Linked DNA regions of Columba livia: region 2 is linked to region 1. The links are chromatin contacts, called in public Hi-C maps. All regions are on one chromosome and are shown on one strand. Each heading gives the region's core, a stretch centred on a gene start, on an enhancer-like site or on the middle of the called end of the contact. The rest is flanking DNA. Distances are from core to core; before and after follow the strand shown. Region 1 holds the start of PTGS1 (prostaglandin-endoperoxide synthase 1). Region 2 has its middle 13 kb from the start of MORN5.

Region 1 (4,082 bases), core at 555-3,054:
CCCTGGCGAGACAGTTGGCCTTGGGGCTGTTGCAATAATTTCCTGTATTGTGCAACTGAACAATTATTAAAACCTGACAAGGGGGAAGAGAGGGGGCTGAGAGCACAGGAGCAGTCTCAGAGATGGGACATCCTCAAGGGCTGCCAGGCTGAGCAGGGGAGACAAGGGAGTTTGCATTTTGCCAGGTCCCAATGCTGCAGACAACAGCACCAGGTGATAGGTGTGAACAGGGAGGGTGAAAGGTCGGAGCTGGGTCTGGAGGTGCTGAAGGGAAGCGAAAGGTGCACAGCTACAGGGTGAAGTGCTTTGCTCCCTGTGGGGCTACAACACCATGGTGCCGGTGGTGGTGGTGGGAGGGGAGACCTGACATTGCCCCACTGCTGCAGCCCCACAGGGCACAGGCGTGGGGCAGGGGAACGGGGCAGCACCTGGGTGAGTGTTTGACACCATCTCCCCATGCTCATGCTGAAACCATCCCAACACCCTGCAGAAACCCATCCGCCTATGCTGAACCAGCAGCCTACCATGGCTTTATATCTGGTGCCCATCCCCATGGATCAGCCGCTCTTTGTCTCAGGGGCCAGAGGACAGGGCAAGTGCCGGGTGTGCAGTGCCCGGAGGGACGGCGCTGCCCACAGGCAGGGGCTCAGCAGGCAAGAGCAGCTCTGGGCCCAGCACACACTGACCATATCAACTGCAGACATACAGCAGAACCTGCCCCTCGTTTCCAGTGCATATTCATCACTGGGAGGCAGCCAGTGTCCCCACCCTGTGAGAGCACATCAAGGGCCTGCTGAGCTCATCTTCATGTTCCAGCTGATGCATTTTCCCACTAAAGCTGGACCTGAGGCCCTTGTTCCTTTCTGGACACCTGCAAAAGTCGCTGGCCCTGTGTGGACACTCCCTCCCTGCTGCTGAAACCCAGGAAAGCCACGCAGCATGAGCCCCTGTCCCCACTGCACAGCCGCTTTCTGTGCAAAGCACAGGAACCGCGCACCCCCCAGCTCTGCCGGGGCTTCCTGCTGCTCTGCAAAACTCCAGATAATCTTGAAACCCTCGCAGGCCTGTGCCAGGGTCTCTGCTGCTACCGCAGAGCGGCACAGGATAGGGAGAGGAGCCACAGCTCCTGGGCTCTGGGTGCTACCAGGCTCAGAGCCATCTTGTGAGGCTGTCCCAGCCAGAGCTGCAGCCCACCGCGCTCTCGCCCACCCCAGTCACATGCAGAGCTCTCCCAACCCAATGCACTCCCCTGTGGGGTGGCCGATGCATGCATGGGCTGGCCTGATCCTGTCCCTGCTGGCAGCAAGCTGGCACCGGGGGACAAGGCAGCCAGGCAGGAAACACTCAGCGATGGTTTCACTGATAAACTCAGCTTTTCTGGTTGTTGGCGGCTGCGGACAGCCTGGCTACTGGTGCCAGCTGGGCAGCGCTGCTGGGGCAGCCTCCTGCAACACGTTGGAGGGAACTGGGCTGGGCCCACAGCCCATGGCCCTGCTGCTGCCTGAACTGTCACACGGTGTCCCAAGGCATGGGGACCCAGGCAGGGGGCTTGTGGCTCAGGGGGTGGGCATGGGAGTGCAGAGGGATGTGGGCACCAGGGAGTGGGCAGAGGGATGCTGGAGATGTGGGGACTAGGGAGACCTGGGGGCCAGAGAGTGGGGATGTTGAGGGACACGGGGCACAGGGCACGACTGGGGGTGTACGGGTGGTCACGGGGACCCCAAGGAAGGGTGCGCGGGCCGGGGCAGCCCCTCCCGGCGGGCCGGGCTGTCGGAGGCGGCCCCGTCCCGTCGGGGGCGGGAGGAGGCGCGGCGAGGGCGGGGGCGGCGGGGCCGGGCCGGGAGCGGCGACGGGACACGGCCGAACTGCCTCTCACCATGGGTGGTGGGTGTCGGGCCCGTGTCCCCCTGGCTGCGGGGCTGCGCCGGGCCGGGCTGCGGCTGCTCCTCGCCCACGCCGTGCTGCTCTGCGCCGCCGGGACCGCCGCCACCGACGGCTCCGGTACGCGGGGCGGGGGCCGGCACTGGGAGGGAGGGAGGGAGACCGGAGAACGGGTACCGGGGAGCGACGCGACATCTCACACCCGGGGAATCTGGCATCGAGGGGCCTCGGTGAGCGGGGAGGGACCCCGCTCCGGGGGATCCGGTATCGAGGGGAGCGGCCACAACCTGCACTGGGGTATCCGGTACCGCGGGGGACCCGGGGAGCGAGGGGGTCCCGGCACCAGGGGGACGGTGAGAACGAAGGGAGACCCGGCGCCGGGGGATTCGGTACTGGGGGATGCAGGGGAACCTGGTCCAGGACGGCGCCGGGGGAGGTCGGGGTGTCCGACCCAAGCCCCTGCCCAGCCCTGCGGGCCGGGCCCGCGCTCCGCCGGGTCCCCGGGGTCGGGATCGCGCCCATCGCCCCGGGCTGGTCCTCGCCCGGGATCGCGCCCATCGCCCCGGGCTGGTCCTCGCCCCGCCGCTGCGAGACCCGGCCCTGGGGCCCCAGAGCAGAGGACAGTGCAGACGGGGCAGGACAGGCAGGGCAGGCAGGGGCAGCCGGGCAGCCAGCAGGAGCTGTGGCACCGGTGGCCGGGAGCCCCGAGGTCACCGCCTGGGGCAGAGTCTCCGCAGCAGCTGGAGCTGCAGGGTTTGGCTGGTCATGCCAGACTGGAGAGTAACATCACCCATGAAAAACAAACTTCCCCTTTGCCTCCTGCTGCGGCCACGCTGAGACCACACGCAAGGGCTGGAGGAGCTGTCGCTGGCCCAAGTGTGGCTGCACGACAGGGCTGGGTTCCCGCCAAGCCCACCGCCACCCCGCAGAGGCCCGGGGCAGGACAGGTTCGCAGCCACCGCGCTGAGGAGCAGCACCTGGCTGCTCCCCATAGCATCCCAGCTGGGACAGGGATTCTTAGAAGAAAGGGGAATAGTATCCATGAATGTCGGGGCCCTTCCTTGCTCTTCCCAAACATATAGCAGGTGAAACTGCAGTTTGGGGGTAAGGATGGAGGCTGGGGGCAGCAGAGACAGCATCAGTGTCCTAAGTCATTGTTTCATTCCTGTGCCCATGTGCTCCAGCAGTTCACCATGCACCAGCACAGCTGCAATGGGCTTGGGCTGCTTGTGCATTGGGGATGTCGAGGAGTAACGCTGCTTATGGCAGGCATCCACAGAGCGTGTTGTGAAATAAAACCATGTGTGGAATCCCATCAGCTCCATCTCCAGCCCATACAGTGCAGTTTTCTCCAGGTCCTGATGGAGCATTGACTCCAGTCCCTCTTCCGAGAAATGACCTTCCTCCCTGCAGAAAAAATGCCATCCCAGCATTAAGGTCATAGCACTTTTCAGGTTTTACAGTTCCTCACTAAAGTGACACGCTCAGCAAAACCAACAGCATGTGGGCCATATCCCTCAGCAGGACTCCGGCTGCCTGCAGTGCGAATGGTGCTGATGGTGACTCTGTCTCCAGCAGCCTGCCCAGGTTTACCCACTGTGGTGGGAACTGATGTGTCCAAACCCAAGAGCTCCCAAACTGTGCACAGGGTGGGTGCACGGGGCTGAGCAGGCAGCGCGGGTGGGGACGAGCAAGGGACAGCTTCTGTCCAGTCCCTCCTCCAGCTTGGCCTTCTCCCAACATGGGTCTCACCTCCCTGAGGAGCTCTTCCTGGGGGCTGAGGACAGGGAGCAGCATCTGTGTGTCCTGCTGGGCACAGGGCAGGGCCTGGGGACCCACTGGGGACCCACATGCCCAAAGCAGCTGGGACAGACACATGCTGGGATGGCGCAGCTGTTACCAGCTCCTGGAGCTGACTGGGGCATGCCAGGATCAAAGCAAATTTTACTACCTGAAGGGAAAAAAAAAAGATACCTGGGATCTACATGAAAGGACAGCTCTCTTCCAAGCCTTGATTAGGGAAGCAGATATCTGATTGAGGAATTAGGGGAGCTGCACCATGCCCTGCGGCGCTGTCAGCAGTACAGCCGGGCTCCTGCTCCATCCCTGTGCCACACCAGAAGGACCACAGCACTAATCAGGCCCTTGAATCTGCTCTCGAAGACCAAATAACAGGATGTTGGGCTGAAGCTGGTGTTTGT
Region 2 (4,082 bases), core at 554-3,053, 78 kb before region 1:
ATGCCCGAGAGCAGCCCATGGCGCTGGGGAGGGGACGGCCACCCCGGCCAAAACCCCTGCATGTCCCCATCTCAAGGACAGGGCACTGGTGGACCCCACCCCATGCCTGGGGCTGAGAGCAGCTCCACACAAGGGGCACAGCCTGGCTGGCACAGGGGTGAGCGTGGGGCAGGTTTGGGTCCCAGGGGCTCAGCCCCTCAGTGCTGGGTGCTCTCCTCGGTGGGGACCCCCGGGTGTCACACACAACCAGCGCATCCCCATCCCTCCGCACCCACCGCCGCTCCTCGGCAGCAGCGAGGGACCAGCCGGGAGCCTCGACAAAGGGAAGCGCCGTCGGCGGAGCCGCTCAGCGCGGTCTCCATTTCCAAATGAATATCGACAGCGCTAATTACAGGCCGCCATGCAGACAGCTTATTAGCTCGTCACAAAAAGACGGTATTGAACTCCGAGCCCGCGGTATTCACAGAGCGCAGCAAGACGCTCCCCAGACAGCACAGCGACCCAGGCAGCCGAACAACCTCCAGCAAAACTAATTACTTCCTGATTGTCTATGGCCACCCACTGGGTATAATAGTATAGACTAAATTTGGCATATACATAACTAAGCACTCGGCACCAATTTGGTGTACAATAATCATCCTCTGTGTTGCATAATTAAAATCTGATCACTTGGAATAATTATTTCATATTCCTGGGATCGGGTGAGGATTGCATAATGCGACATGGCAGGAGCACGGGCCCAGGAGCCGCTCACACACCCTGGGAAGGATGTTACAGCTCCGGGCACAGCGAGAGCCCTGCTCAGCACTGGCTGCCGCCAGCGGGTACCCATGTCCCCACAGGAAGGTGCTGTGGTGCCCCAGGGTTGTCAGTCGGCACCGGCTGCGGATGAGCTGGAATCACCTTCACTCTGCCCATCGTGGCGATGAGACGGGGCTGAGCATGGCCCTGCAAGCCCCCCCAGCAGGGGAGGATGCTGCCTGCTCAGGACAGCCTGTCCCCACGTCCCTGAGCAAACACTCTCCATATTGACCTTTCCAGGCAGGCTGCTCCCCGCTGCCCGCCCGGCCGGGACGCTGCTGCCCAACCCCATTGTGCTCACGCATCTGCTAAAGGCGTTTGGAAAGACACGGCAATAAAAAAATAAAAATCAAGTGGAACGTGTGTGTCTAATCCATTAACTTCCTTTTGCGGCTCCCCGGGGACCCGACAAGGAGGAGAAAGAATACGTGGATATTGCACGCGCCCTGGCACCTTGTCCGCGGGCCAGCCCTGCCGCTGGCCGCTGCCACGGGCTCATAAATCACGGCGGGCGACAGCGTTTCACAGCTCGCTTCCCAGCCAGGATACGGCCATTCCTGCTGATTACGCGGCCGGCGCGCCGGGGAAGCTACATCTCCAACTTCCAGGAAGGGAGGATCCGCAAGGAAAACGCATTGATAAAAAGAAGAACGAAATCAGCTTTGTTCACGTTGCGAATCTCCCATTGTTCCTGCTGCGGCCGTCAGCCCTCGCTGGAGAAAGTATTTCCTCAGCGATAAATCTCCTGGGCTCCTCGCAGCCCTCGCCTTGGCACCGGACCCTCCTCGGGTTGTTTTGAAAGAAAAAGCAGCTTTCGCCACAGCTGCCCTGTGGGATGTGCTGGGCAATTTGTGGTGTGGGTTTGGTGGATGAGGGACATCTGTGGGGTGGAGGGACGGGAGCTGGTGCCCGTCCTGGGGGTCTCAGCCCACGTTCCCATCCAGAGCCACCCCAGGGACCTGCACTGCTGCTGCCAAACGCTCCGCTCTGTTCCCATCCTGCAGAGCCCGTGTCCGACCGGGGCCACACTAATCCCAGTGCCAAAACACAGAGCTTGCCGTGGCCAAGCACATGAAATACGGGAGTCAGGCTGACAGTCGTACAAGAAAAATAGATCAAGTTTCCAAGAAAACAGAGCCGAGCTGATCTGATTTTCATCAGCATCTTCAGCCGCCTCTCAGGAAGCCTCAGCCCGCTCCTCATTCCTGCTCTCCGCTTTACAAACCACTTAATTCCTTGTTGCTTTGGAAACCCTCACAAAGACCCTCTGCATCCCCCAAAATAACGAGCAACAGATGCTGCTTTGACCTCAGCAACTTCCTGGAAACGTACATTTGTCAAAATAAAAATAAAAAGATTAATGTGAGGAAGGCTCTCAAATTATAAGGAAACAGCAGACAGAGAGCCCGGCCATTGGTAATGGCCGAGGAACCTGGGGCTAAACAAGGAGAGGGGTGCAGGACCAGGGGTCCCCAGACCGGGTGTGGGGACAGCGTGGGCTGAGCAGGCACCGCGGGGTCCCTGCCCATCCTCACTGTGTCTGTCAGGAGCAGCAGCCCACGGTCTTGCTTCAAGTCAGGTTTGCAAAATAGCTTGAGAATAAACACAAAAACGAGTGCTTTCAGCACGAAACCTGTCTCTGAGCAACCCCCATCCACAGAAGGACCACGGTGTAGCAACACCATCCGCAGCACGAGTTACACCGAGTGCGGGCTCAGTTCTCATCCCTCCCATGGTTCTCAGTTTGTAGGAGTAACTGGTTCCTTTCACAGAGTTTTAAGCCCCCTTTGCACATCCCACAGGTGGAAGAAGATGTGCAGACAACAGGTAACCAGGAACTCGTTGGTTTTGAGTGCTTGAACACCAGTAGGTTTCAACCTCCCCCTCTAGCTGTGGCCACCTAGAACGTCCCTGAGGACAAGGCTCACACGAGACAAGCGTCTGCCAGCAGCACACGATGCCACCAACAGACACAGGCTCATGACAGCCACACTGGTGAGTGACACAGTCAGTGACACAGCTCAACCCACAGCAAACCCACCCCCTGCAGCCCCAAACCCGCAGCACTCACCAGAGCCCCAGGCAGAAAGGGAGGGTCCACAGGCTCCATGCAGGTGAAACCCCTTTTCCCTCCCAGCTTTATAGGATCAGCCAGAAATGAGCTGCTGGCCTGCTGGGAGGTGGGCTGGGTGGTCCTGGGCTTTGGAGCACCTGCAGTGGGAGGGTCCTGGGCACACTGGGCATCCCCATCCCCACCCATCTCCCAGCTGCACCCGGCTTTCTGCTGTTGTGGGACAAAAAGTGACTGTGGGACCTGAGGGCCAACCCTCCCTCCCATGAGGGTGTTTTCTCCCTGGGGACCCCGTGACCCGGCTGGGGATGCACCCGTCTTGGTGAGAGGCTGCAGTGCCCCGTGGCTGCAGGACGTGGTGGTGGCAGAGGGGCAGGCACAGCCCAGCTGCTCCTCCGCCAGCGCCGCGGGGTGCACGGGGTGCACAGGTGCTGCTGTGCCGGGAATGCAAATCCTGACCCGGGCTGGGCTGGGGGCTCTGCCTTCCCCAGCACCAGCCAGGATTCCTGCCGTAGCCACGGCAACAACCATATACATTTACATATTCTTCCCGTTAATCACAGGGACATCCAGATCAACTGTCTTCTCTGTGGAGTTGTTTCCATCCCGCCATAGGAGGGCTGCGGCATTGCCCACCTCATACCCACGGCCGCTCCCCAATCCAGAGCAAGTCCTCTGTGTCCCCCCAGTGTGGGGAAAGCCCCCCAGGCCCCTGCCAGCCCCAGCTGCCCGGCCTGGGCACCGAGTTTCGGAGCCGAATGAGCTGCGGGGTGACCATTCCCGGCATGGAGGAGACCCTGTGCCCAGCGGCTCATGGGAGGTCCCGCTCAGCCACTTCACTCTCAAAAATAACATCAGGGAGTGAATAAAAGCTGGCAGGACCCAGAGGGTGCAGACGTGCCTCCCAAGCTGGAGAAAAGCTCAGCAGCCCTGCCTGCTACCAGCCAGAGCGTGGTGCTGGAGCCCATGTGTATGGCAGAGGGGAAAGAGCACAGAAAATGACTTTCCATCATGCTAATGAGAGCCAAGAAATTGCCGGTGAGCTTATTGGTGCCGGCAGGTGCGTGTGGGCTCTGCCAGCTCCCCACAGCCGTGCCAGGGGCCTCCTGTGCCAAGGGATAATGAGCGCCATGCCGGAGTGCGGGCACAGCCAGCCTCGCTGGCTCCCATGACAGCCGCGTGTGCCGAGGGTGCTGGCTGAGCCCCCGCT

What was found. Hi-C and Micro-C count contacts between places; a contact is called where the count stands out from the background.
Region 2: a contact with region 1 is called in a Hi-C map of liver, with 2.1 times the contacts expected there. The contact joins the enhancer-like site here to the promoter of PTGS1 in region 1. A contact is called at or near these places in 2 of 2 Hi-C or Micro-C datasets (crop and liver).

Annotation. Positions count from the first base shown.
Region 1 is chr19:1,762,309-1,766,390 of bColLiv1.pat.W.v2, reverse strand. It overlaps PTGS1 (prostaglandin-endoperoxide synthase 1), which reads left to right and starts at 1,804. Exons shown (of 11, transcript XM_065035456.1): 1 at 1,804-2,001. The coding sequence starts at 1,878.
Region 2 is chr19:1,840,737-1,844,818 of bColLiv1.pat.W.v2, reverse strand. No RefSeq gene overlaps it. Among named protein-coding and RNA genes, the nearest start is that of MORN5, 13 kb to the right of the region's middle. Within about 2 kb of position 1,803, at least 1 of the 3 cell types and tissues checked has an H3K27ac peak away from gene starts, as active enhancers do.